Linked DNA regions of Pan troglodytes: all the other regions are linked to region 2. A link is a contact called in public HiChIP or PLAC-seq data. All regions are on one chromosome and are shown on one strand. The core of a region is the stretch at or near the end of the contact, and the rest is flanking DNA. Distances in the headings are between cores, read along the strand shown.

Region 1 (2,700 bases), core at 148-2,647, 140 kb after region 2:
AGGTAGGCCTGGGAGATTCCATTTCCATGTTACTCATGGGGAAAGTGAGGCACAAAAGAGTTCAGTATCAAAGCCACTTTGTTAAGTGCTCCTATTTCAAATTACAATCCAGGCTTTCTGGCTCCTAGACCATTTCTAGTGTCTTGCATGGTCCTTCTACCTATTTTTCACTTTCCAGAAAACTAGAGATCATTCCTTCACTATAGTAGTTATCTACAGATAGACATAGAATGTGTCTAACAAACACAATAATCTGCCAGAGGATTTCTGGAATCTTTTTAACCATGCAATGGCAGTAAACAACTGCCATCAATTTGTATTTATAACGCCAAATGAGAAGCTAGGTTTACTTGGCAAGTATAGATAATGATCTAGTGGCTCTAGAGTTATAAAGTAATCAGGTACGATTGTCACTCTTAAGAGTGACAGGTGCTTCAACATGATTTAAAATACTTCAGAGGTTTGTCTTTATCGTCTCTTGTTTACTGACAGCCAACAAGGCAGGGTGAGAGACCTCAGGGGAGAACAGGAACTTTACAAAGGAAAACAGAAGAATCAGCAAGAAAACCACAACATGCTCCCTGCCTCAGAAAACTCCAAAAACCAGCTACTGAGAAGTCAGACTTGGTTTCAATTATCTTCCGAGCCAGGAAGATACAGGTGAGGCTTGTGAACTGAGACCAGGAAACAAGAGTTAAGCTAGGATGACTCTACGGGTGAACGTCCAGGAAGCCATGGATCTACCGCAGTCGTCAGAGCCCAGCGGATCCCTGGCAGAGTTAAATGCTCGTTCTGAACCAAATGTCCGCTTCCGAACCAATCGCTGGTGCTCACTCGCAGCCCCAATCCCAAGCGTACTCCAGCGCCCAAGGGTCGCCCTGACTGAAAGAAGAGAATAAGGCCTGTAGTCGTAGGGTGTAGGGATGCCTCCTAGAAGAGGGGAAAAGATTAAGATGCGGAGAGGCTGGACTCTGCCAAATACGCGACCCAAGGGGCTTGGGACACCCTCACCTCTTCCGCACAGAGCCCTCCCTCTCAGGACAGCGCCAGCCTCCGCCGCCGCTGGACCAGCCCTTCTGTTCAGGCTGTGCAGCTTAGAGAAGGGGGCGGAAGGGAATAATCGTGGGGCGGAGAGAAAACACGAATAACGAGACCGCAGGGCATGCTGGAAGTCGTAGTTTCTTCTGCCTCTGCTGTCAGGCGCTGTCCCGACGAACCACAAGGCTTCTTGACTACAGCCCCCAGAAACCCCAAGCACCGTGCTAGGTCATTTCCTATCCTTTCCGCGCGACCTTCCGCGGTTATCCCCCGGGTCACGTAGCAAGACTACAATTCCCATGAGGCTCAGCAAGGGCGATTTAGGGTCCAGGGAAGCAATGAGACGTGTTCTTTGTTTTCCTATGGGTGAGGAATGGTTGTATGAGCAGTTGGGTTTCGGGACGCTTTTTGGGGAGAACCCGAGGGAGTCTGAAGGATCTCTAAATCAGGCGGAACCCACGGTGCGGCGAGTTGGGACGGAAGTAACCGGTGGGAGTGGGGAGGAGCCGGAAGTTAAGGAGGGGAGGGGGTGGAGGGAAAAGCAAGCCAGGAGGTGCTTGCGGCCGCTTCTAGTAGTTTCCAGGCGCTGCCGGGCGGCTGGCACTAAGCGGTCCTGAGGCTGTGGCTACGGCTGCTCCGGAGCTGGTGGCGCCGCGATAGGAGAGCCGATGGCCAAGTGGGGTGAGGGAGACCCACGCTGGATCGTGGAGGAGCGGGCGGACGCCACCAACGTCAACAACTGGCACTGGTGAGGGCCAGCAAAGCAGGCCGGCCTTGGGAGACCTGCGGCCGGGCCAGGGTTTCAGGGTTCCTAGAACCTCGGTCCGGACAGAGCCGGGGCTGAGGTAGCCCTGTCCGGAGATGGGGGTGGGTCCTTCCTGTGGCAGGGGTCCGTAGCCCCAGGCCTCTCCACTCCGCGGTCACCTTCTCAGTGTTTGAGGGGAGGGAGATGGACTTGGAGGGCTGCGCCCCAGAGGAGGGTTGTCAGAGAGACTAGGAGATAACGCCCTGGCTGCTGCATCCAGCCCGAGCAGGGAGGTGCTTACTACACGTGGCCAGAGGAGTCACTGAGACTGGAACCTCCTTTGATTGTGTTGGGAGATAGCTGTGAAAGGCCTAAGGCCAGGGGTCTGTAATTCCTATTTTGCGGCCTGCGGTAAAATTAAAAGTCATTCATAGGGGACCGCTGCAGCGGTCCCGCGGGAGATTGAGAACGTGTTGTGCAGGTGCTCAGAGCTCAGATAGCTGCGGCCTCTCACCCGGAACTATCAGGTCGGGTGTGTTGGAACTCCAGGTTGCCGAGCAGCCGTGGTTTTATAACCTGACCGTTCTTAAAATAACTGCCCTGCTTCATGAAATCTTCCCAAAGTAATGTTTCCTTATTTTTGAATTCCACTGAACTTTGTTCATAATGTTTGTATTGTACCGTTACTTTGTTGCAGCCTTTTTTGCTGTTGTTTTCTCTAATAGTTAATAAGTAGGAAGGCAGATAGTGATGTTTCTTTTCCATATCTCACTTTGTATTGTCTCTTCTTAACATGCAGAGTACTTGACCTAATTTTTGTTGTTTGTTTTGAAGCCCTGGACTTAACGTTTTTCTGGCCATCTAGGGGGCAGTGAATGTGTAGGAAGTTTATAATACAAGTGCGAATCTGATAGGTC
Region 2 (2,700 bases), core at 10-2,509:
TGGATGGCAAGGGAAATTGCTTCTAACATGCATCCTATTTCCTGTAATAAAGTCCTTTGTCTCTAACCCAGGAGTTTCATCTTCTGCCAGCAGTCACGACACAATAACAAGCTAATTTATTAATTTCTAAATAAAGCAACCCTGACAGTCTGTTTTCTTGCCTGCTTTTTGCTTAAAGAATTCCATTTCTGACACCCAGTATCCGGATAGTACAAGCTAAAACCTTTAAGAAAATAAATCTCTTCTCACAAGACGAGTTCTGCCTCATAAAATCCTTTGGTCACCATACCTGAACACCCAAACTGTCCTTGCCCTATAGGATAAAGGTACACAGTTAGGTATTTTCTCCTCTGTTGATGCCTGAAAATCCTGCAGACATAGGAACTCAGGCCTTAGAAAATTCTGTACCCAAAAATTTGCAATTCTCTTTGGAAAGTTGAAAGCACCTTTAAAAGCCACATTTGCAAGCCAGGTGATGCACTGTAGCATAACCTGGAAGACATGAGGGCTGCTTCCTCAGATTCTAAGAATCCCACTGCCCCACCACCAGAGCAAAACGATCCCCCTTCCCAGAGAATGCACCTCGCCAGAGGCCAACCCACCCGATACCTCAAGTTCCCCTCCACCGCGGCCCTCCTCCTATAGATCCCGCCCCCTCCGTACCCTCGGGCCAATCAGAGGGCGGCGTCCCGTCGCGGTTGCCATGGTGCCCGCCGAGTCCCTCCCATCACTCACCAGATGTGCGGCGGCTCGTCCAAGCGGTGGAAGCGGGTGGCGAAGGACAGCAGCGTCACCAAGGCCAGCAGGGCCCACCAGCCGGCCGCCTCGAAGCGCCGTGAGCCCCAAGCAGGCCGTTTGGGGCTTCGCGCCACAGCCTCAGCGGCCACGTCCCGGCCTGCGGCCCTAGCAGCCTGGGGGCCACAGCGGCCCCTCCGGGGACGCAGCTCGGACTCTGCCAGGCCTCCGCCCGTGGCCGGCGGCATCTTCCCCCTCCTCTGGGTCGCCCTCCGGCTCGGAGGCACACTTTGTCTGACCAGCCGCCCCGCCAAGGAGTCACAAGAGGGCAGCTCGGGGTACCCCAGGAAATGCAACGCCCTCCACTGCAGCGGAGCGCGGGGCCCCGGGCTCGGGGCGGGGCGGGCAGCGTGGTCGCGGCCCGGGCCGCTAGGAGGCGGCAGGAGGCGCAGAGCATGTCGGGACCGGGAGGGCCGGCCGGCCCGGGGCGGGGGGGACTGAGCAGGAGGGGTCGGGCTCAGGGAACTGCAACTCCCAGCAGCCCCCAGGTACGGGGCGTGGCGGGAGAGCTGGGCGAGCCAGAGGCGACTGGAAGGATCTTTCTAGTCCAGCCCCTCGCTTTACCCGGACGAAAGACACGGGCCTGATTTCTTCGAGTCTCACTGAGCCTTAGTCGTCGGCAAGTCCCAGGCGCGAAGTTTCTCGGCCTGGAGGAGGGGGTCGCGCGAAGTGCCAGATGCAGGCGGGGAAGGTCTGTGACGCGCACCCGGGTGGAGGGAAACTGGTTGGACACCTGGAGACCCTGGGGGGCGGGGTCAGAAGTGAGCTGCCCCGCCCGCCCAGGCCGACAACGACTCCCGGCGTGCAGTGCGTTGCGCCGGGCACGCTCTGCGCCTGCGTGCTGCGCGCTGCCCGCTGGGGCTCGAAGTTCCGGGAGGGTTGGGCCAGAGGAGGCGGTCCTGGTGGGGAGTGCGTAGCAGGGTGGGGTCGCTGTCTGGTCGCGCTTCACTTCTGCCTTGGCCTCCCTGCTCCCCATAACAGACCCCTCCCTCCACTAAGGCTTCCAAACGTCGCCCCAAGCCTCCCAATTTCTCGCAGCCCTTCATGCTGTTCTCTTGGCCCTAGCAGGAGGTGACCTTCCAGTAATGTTTGTATTTTAAGAGTCCCCGGGCCGGGCGCGGTGGCTCACACCTGTAATCCCAGCAATTTGGGAGGCCGAGGCGGGCGGATCACAAAGTCAGGAGATAGAGACCATCCTGGCTAACACGGTGAAACCCTGTCTCTATTAAAATACAAAAAAATTAGCCGGGCGTGGTAGCGGGCGCCTGTAGTCCCAGCTACTCGGGAGGCTGAGGCAGGAGAATGGCGTGAACCCGGGAGGCGGAGCTTGCAGTGAGCCGAGATCGCGCCACTGCACTCCAGCCTGGGCGACAGAGCGGGACTCCGGCTCAAAAAAAAAAAAAAAAAAAAGGCCCCGAGCGAGGAGAGGCAGTCGTGACAATCACCTGGGGAGCTTCACGGCTTTCACATGTTCTTCCCGGGGCCCGCTCCAGAGCCACTCTGTTCATCTCTGGTGGAACGGGCTCGAGAATCTGCATGTTTTTATAAGCGGTCTAGATGATTCTTAACGTGCCGTGAAGTTTGAGAACCACTTTTATGGCACTAAGGAAGGTGGCACGTTAGATGGGACTTTGCGTCACGTTAATAATGTATAGTCCTCCCTCTTCCAAATGGGATTTTAGGAGTCTTTTTCTCAAATCATGTGTAAGACATGATTTAAAAATAAAATCTGCTAAAGTAATCAGAATGCATATTTGAATTGGAAACAGAAGTCTTCTAGGAGTGTTGATGAGATGGATACTTGGGCTTAAAGTTTAGTTCTACAAGTGCAGAAAGGAACGGGGCATGGTTTACATAGTTATCACTGGTAAGAGAAGGCAGAAATTGCCTAAGAGATTTCAGGTT
Region 3 (2,700 bases), core at 115-2,614, 180 kb before region 2:
GTGAGGGACCACGATGTGTGTGTGTGTGTGTCCTTGTCTGTGACTCTGTACGTGTAATCTGTGTGCGCTTGAGTATCTGTATTTGTGTATGTATATATCTGCGTGTACAGACACGCAGCCTCTGCTACCTAGCTTTAAAAAAATCAATTGAAACAATCGATACACTCACACTCGCTCTCGGGCACCGGGTGAGGAGGGGGCGCAGCCAGAATACCTGTGTCAGCGGGTCCTGGCCAGCACATCTCTCCAACGCTGGCTGCCCGGGCTATTTCTTTGCGAAGAGCGTTTTCATTTGAGGCGAAATTAAAATCCCCCCTTCGCGCCCGCCTCCCGCCCTCCTGCTGAGAGAAACCCAAACAACCCTCATGGCGCCGAAATCCTTTCCATGCCGACAAGCCCGCCCTGGGCGCACGAGTGGATGCTTGGCCAGCCTTTCCTGGGATCGACCCCGCCGCCGTGCTCAGCCCTCACCACGTTCCCATCCCACCCCACGCCTCACAGCCGGGGTTCCTGGCCAGCTTCGGAAGCCACCGAGAAATAGGATTCCGTGCGCCCGAGAGAACTTTTCCAGGGGCTAAGGAATCGGCCGGCCGGAGGCGCGAGAAAAGTTCTGGGAAGGCGGTTGCACCTAGGATGGGTGGATGCCACGGGGCCTCCGTCCAGGCTGTCCCGTCCGCACGGGTCGACTGGTCACCTTGGAATCCCCTTTGCAGGTCCCAGCGCCCCCCGGGAACCCGCAGCCTCCGCGGAGAGCGTGGGCCTCTCCCTGCCGCTGGGGCGCAGCGCAGTGCACGCCTGAGGGTGGTCGCCGGGGGCTGGGCACCGCCCCCAGTCCTGCGCCGCCGGGGGCTGCGGCGGTGCTGCCCACCCCAGAGAGCCCTCGGCCTGGGGCTCCGGCGAAGCAAGTGCCTTCCCGGCGCCGGTCGCCAGGGGGGCGCGGGAGCAGCCAGATGCGCCGCAGCGCTGGGAAGGCGGCGAAGGACAGGGGCTAGGGGAGTGAGGGGCGCTCGGCAGGCAGCCTCAGCCCTGGCCCTGCGCGGGAGAAGGGACAGCAGAGACCGCCCGTGGGGCCCCGGGGTGTAGGGAGCTGTCCGTTCAGCCCTGGCGCCCGCCTCGCCCGCGGCAGAGGGCGGCACAGCCGGAGCCTTGGAAAGACCGGCAGCGCCGGCAGCCGCGGGCTTCTCGGCCACTGCCTCCCGGACGCACGGGAAGCCGCCCCCCGCGCCGCCGCCGCCGCACTGCCGCCGTCGCAGAGGGGTGAGGAAATCAACTCACCGAGCTCTGGTCGCCGACAAGAGGAGCCCCGGACGCCGGCTCTCGCCCTGCCCGAGGCTGCAAAGTTGTGGGCTCGGCCCGGCTGGCTCGCAGCCTGCGCTTCGCTTCGGGAACTGGGCAGGTAGCGGGGATGTGGGGAGGAGGGAGCGGGCAGCTGCTGGCTTCCCACTTGGGCGCCAGCGAGTAGGGGCCAGGAAGCGGCGGGGATGGCAGCTGGGCACCCCCCAGCCCCGCCACCCCTCCCTCCGCTTCTGGGGGCGGTGCTCTGGCCGCCAGTCTCAGCATCGTGGACTTGCCCCCTCCTCCCCTCTCGATTCCCCTTGAGCGGGCTGGGGCGCCCTGCCTGGTTTCAGCGCCCGTTCCAGCTGGGAGATTGGGATTCAGCCCTGATGTGGATTCTCCAGCCATCATCCTGCCCTTCCCTCTCGGCTATGTCCCACGACCTTCCCTGCTCTCCACTCGGACTGAAGGAACCCTGGGGGTTTGAGAGGTCAGCTTGCCAGGGCAACACCCATGAAGATCAGCGTCATCTCCTCGGAAGGGCTGTGTACAGAGGGTTGGGAGTTGGGACTCTGGAGCCTGTCTACCTGGGTTTGAATATTCACCATTCACTACTGTGAGATCTCAGATTCCAGTTTCTTCGTCTGTAAATTCCAGTGTGATCTTAGATTCCAGTTTCCTCATCTGTGAAATAGAGATATGAGGGTTAAATGACAATCTATGTAAAACCCTTGAACAGGGCCTGCCCAGGCCAAGCACTGCTTGATTAGATCATAATTAGAGACACTACTTATCGGGCCCCTACTAGGTAGCAGGCATTGTGCTAAGCCTTTAGCATAAGATGCTTCCTTAATCCTCTCAGCCTGATCTGTGAAACTGGCTGAGCCCCATTCTGGAGATGAGGAGGTTGAAGCTCAGAGAAGCTAAGTCTCATGTCTAAGGTCATACAGCCATTAAGTGACAGAGCCTGGACTTGAACCTGGTTCTAGCATTAATGCTCCTGCGCTCAGCCTCTACACAGCCCAGCATCACCCTGGGACCCACCGGCAGCTCTGATTTGAGAGAAGGAAAGACAATGGGAGTTTATCCAGACACAGAGCTTGAACTTGGAGCTTCTTCTTTGAGCCTCACCCCCACCTTCTTATTTCTATTTCCTTCCCCTTCCAGGGCTCCGCTATTCTAAGGTGGGTACTGTGATGCGCCAAGAGGGTAGTGACACCAATGTGTATCAAACAGTGGGGGGTGGGGGGAGCAGAGCCTTAAAAACATCAAACACTGCAGGAATATTGGTGCCATCACCATCCTCAATTTCCTGGGTGTCGCAGCTCACCTACCTGCCCTGTTCCTCTCCTCTGGGTGATGGCATACTTAATAAATAAACATTTATTGCTTTCTCAACTGGCTGATTAAAACAAGAGCAATCCC

What was found. HiChIP or PLAC-seq counts read pairs in DNA pulled down with a chosen protein or histone mark.
Region 1: a contact with region 2 is called in an H3K4me3 HiChIP or PLAC-seq map of stem cell-derived excitatory neurons, with 5 times the contacts expected there. The contact joins the promoter of VIPAS39 here to the promoter of POMT2 in region 2. A contact is called at or near these places in 1 of 7 Hi-C or Micro-C datasets (stem cell-derived neural progenitor cells) and 1 of 1 datasets of contacts at active chromatin or transcription factors (stem cell-derived excitatory neurons).
Region 3: an H3K4me3 HiChIP or PLAC-seq map of stem cell-derived excitatory neurons shows a contact between it and region 2, with 5 times the contacts expected there. The contact joins the promoter of ZDHHC22 here to the promoter of POMT2 in region 2. A contact is called at or near these places in 1 of 7 Hi-C or Micro-C datasets (stem cell-derived neural progenitor cells) and 1 of 1 datasets of contacts at active chromatin or transcription factors (stem cell-derived excitatory neurons).

The regions. Positions count from the first base shown.
Region 1 is chr15:75,412,487-75,415,186 of NHGRI_mPanTro3-v2.0_pri, forward strand. It overlaps VIPAS39 (VPS33B interacting protein, apical-basolateral polarity regulator, spe-39 homolog), which reads right to left and starts at 1,398. Exons shown (of 20, transcript XM_001164812.7): 1 at 1,012-1,398. It overlaps AHSA1 (activator of HSP90 ATPase activity 1), which reads left to right and starts at 1,405. Exons shown (of 9, transcript XM_063793815.1): 1 at 1,405-1,499.
Region 2 is chr15:75,273,347-75,276,046 of NHGRI_mPanTro3-v2.0_pri, forward strand. It overlaps POMT2 (protein O-mannosyltransferase 2), which reads right to left and starts at 1,260. Exons shown (of 22, transcript XR_010151242.1): 1 at 736-1,260. It also overlaps a transcript of GSTZ1 not described here.
Region 3 is chr15:75,094,840-75,097,539 of NHGRI_mPanTro3-v2.0_pri, forward strand. It overlaps ZDHHC22 (zinc finger DHHC-type palmitoyltransferase 22), which reads right to left and starts at 1,365. Exons shown (of 3, transcript XM_001163688.6): 1 at 1,276-1,365.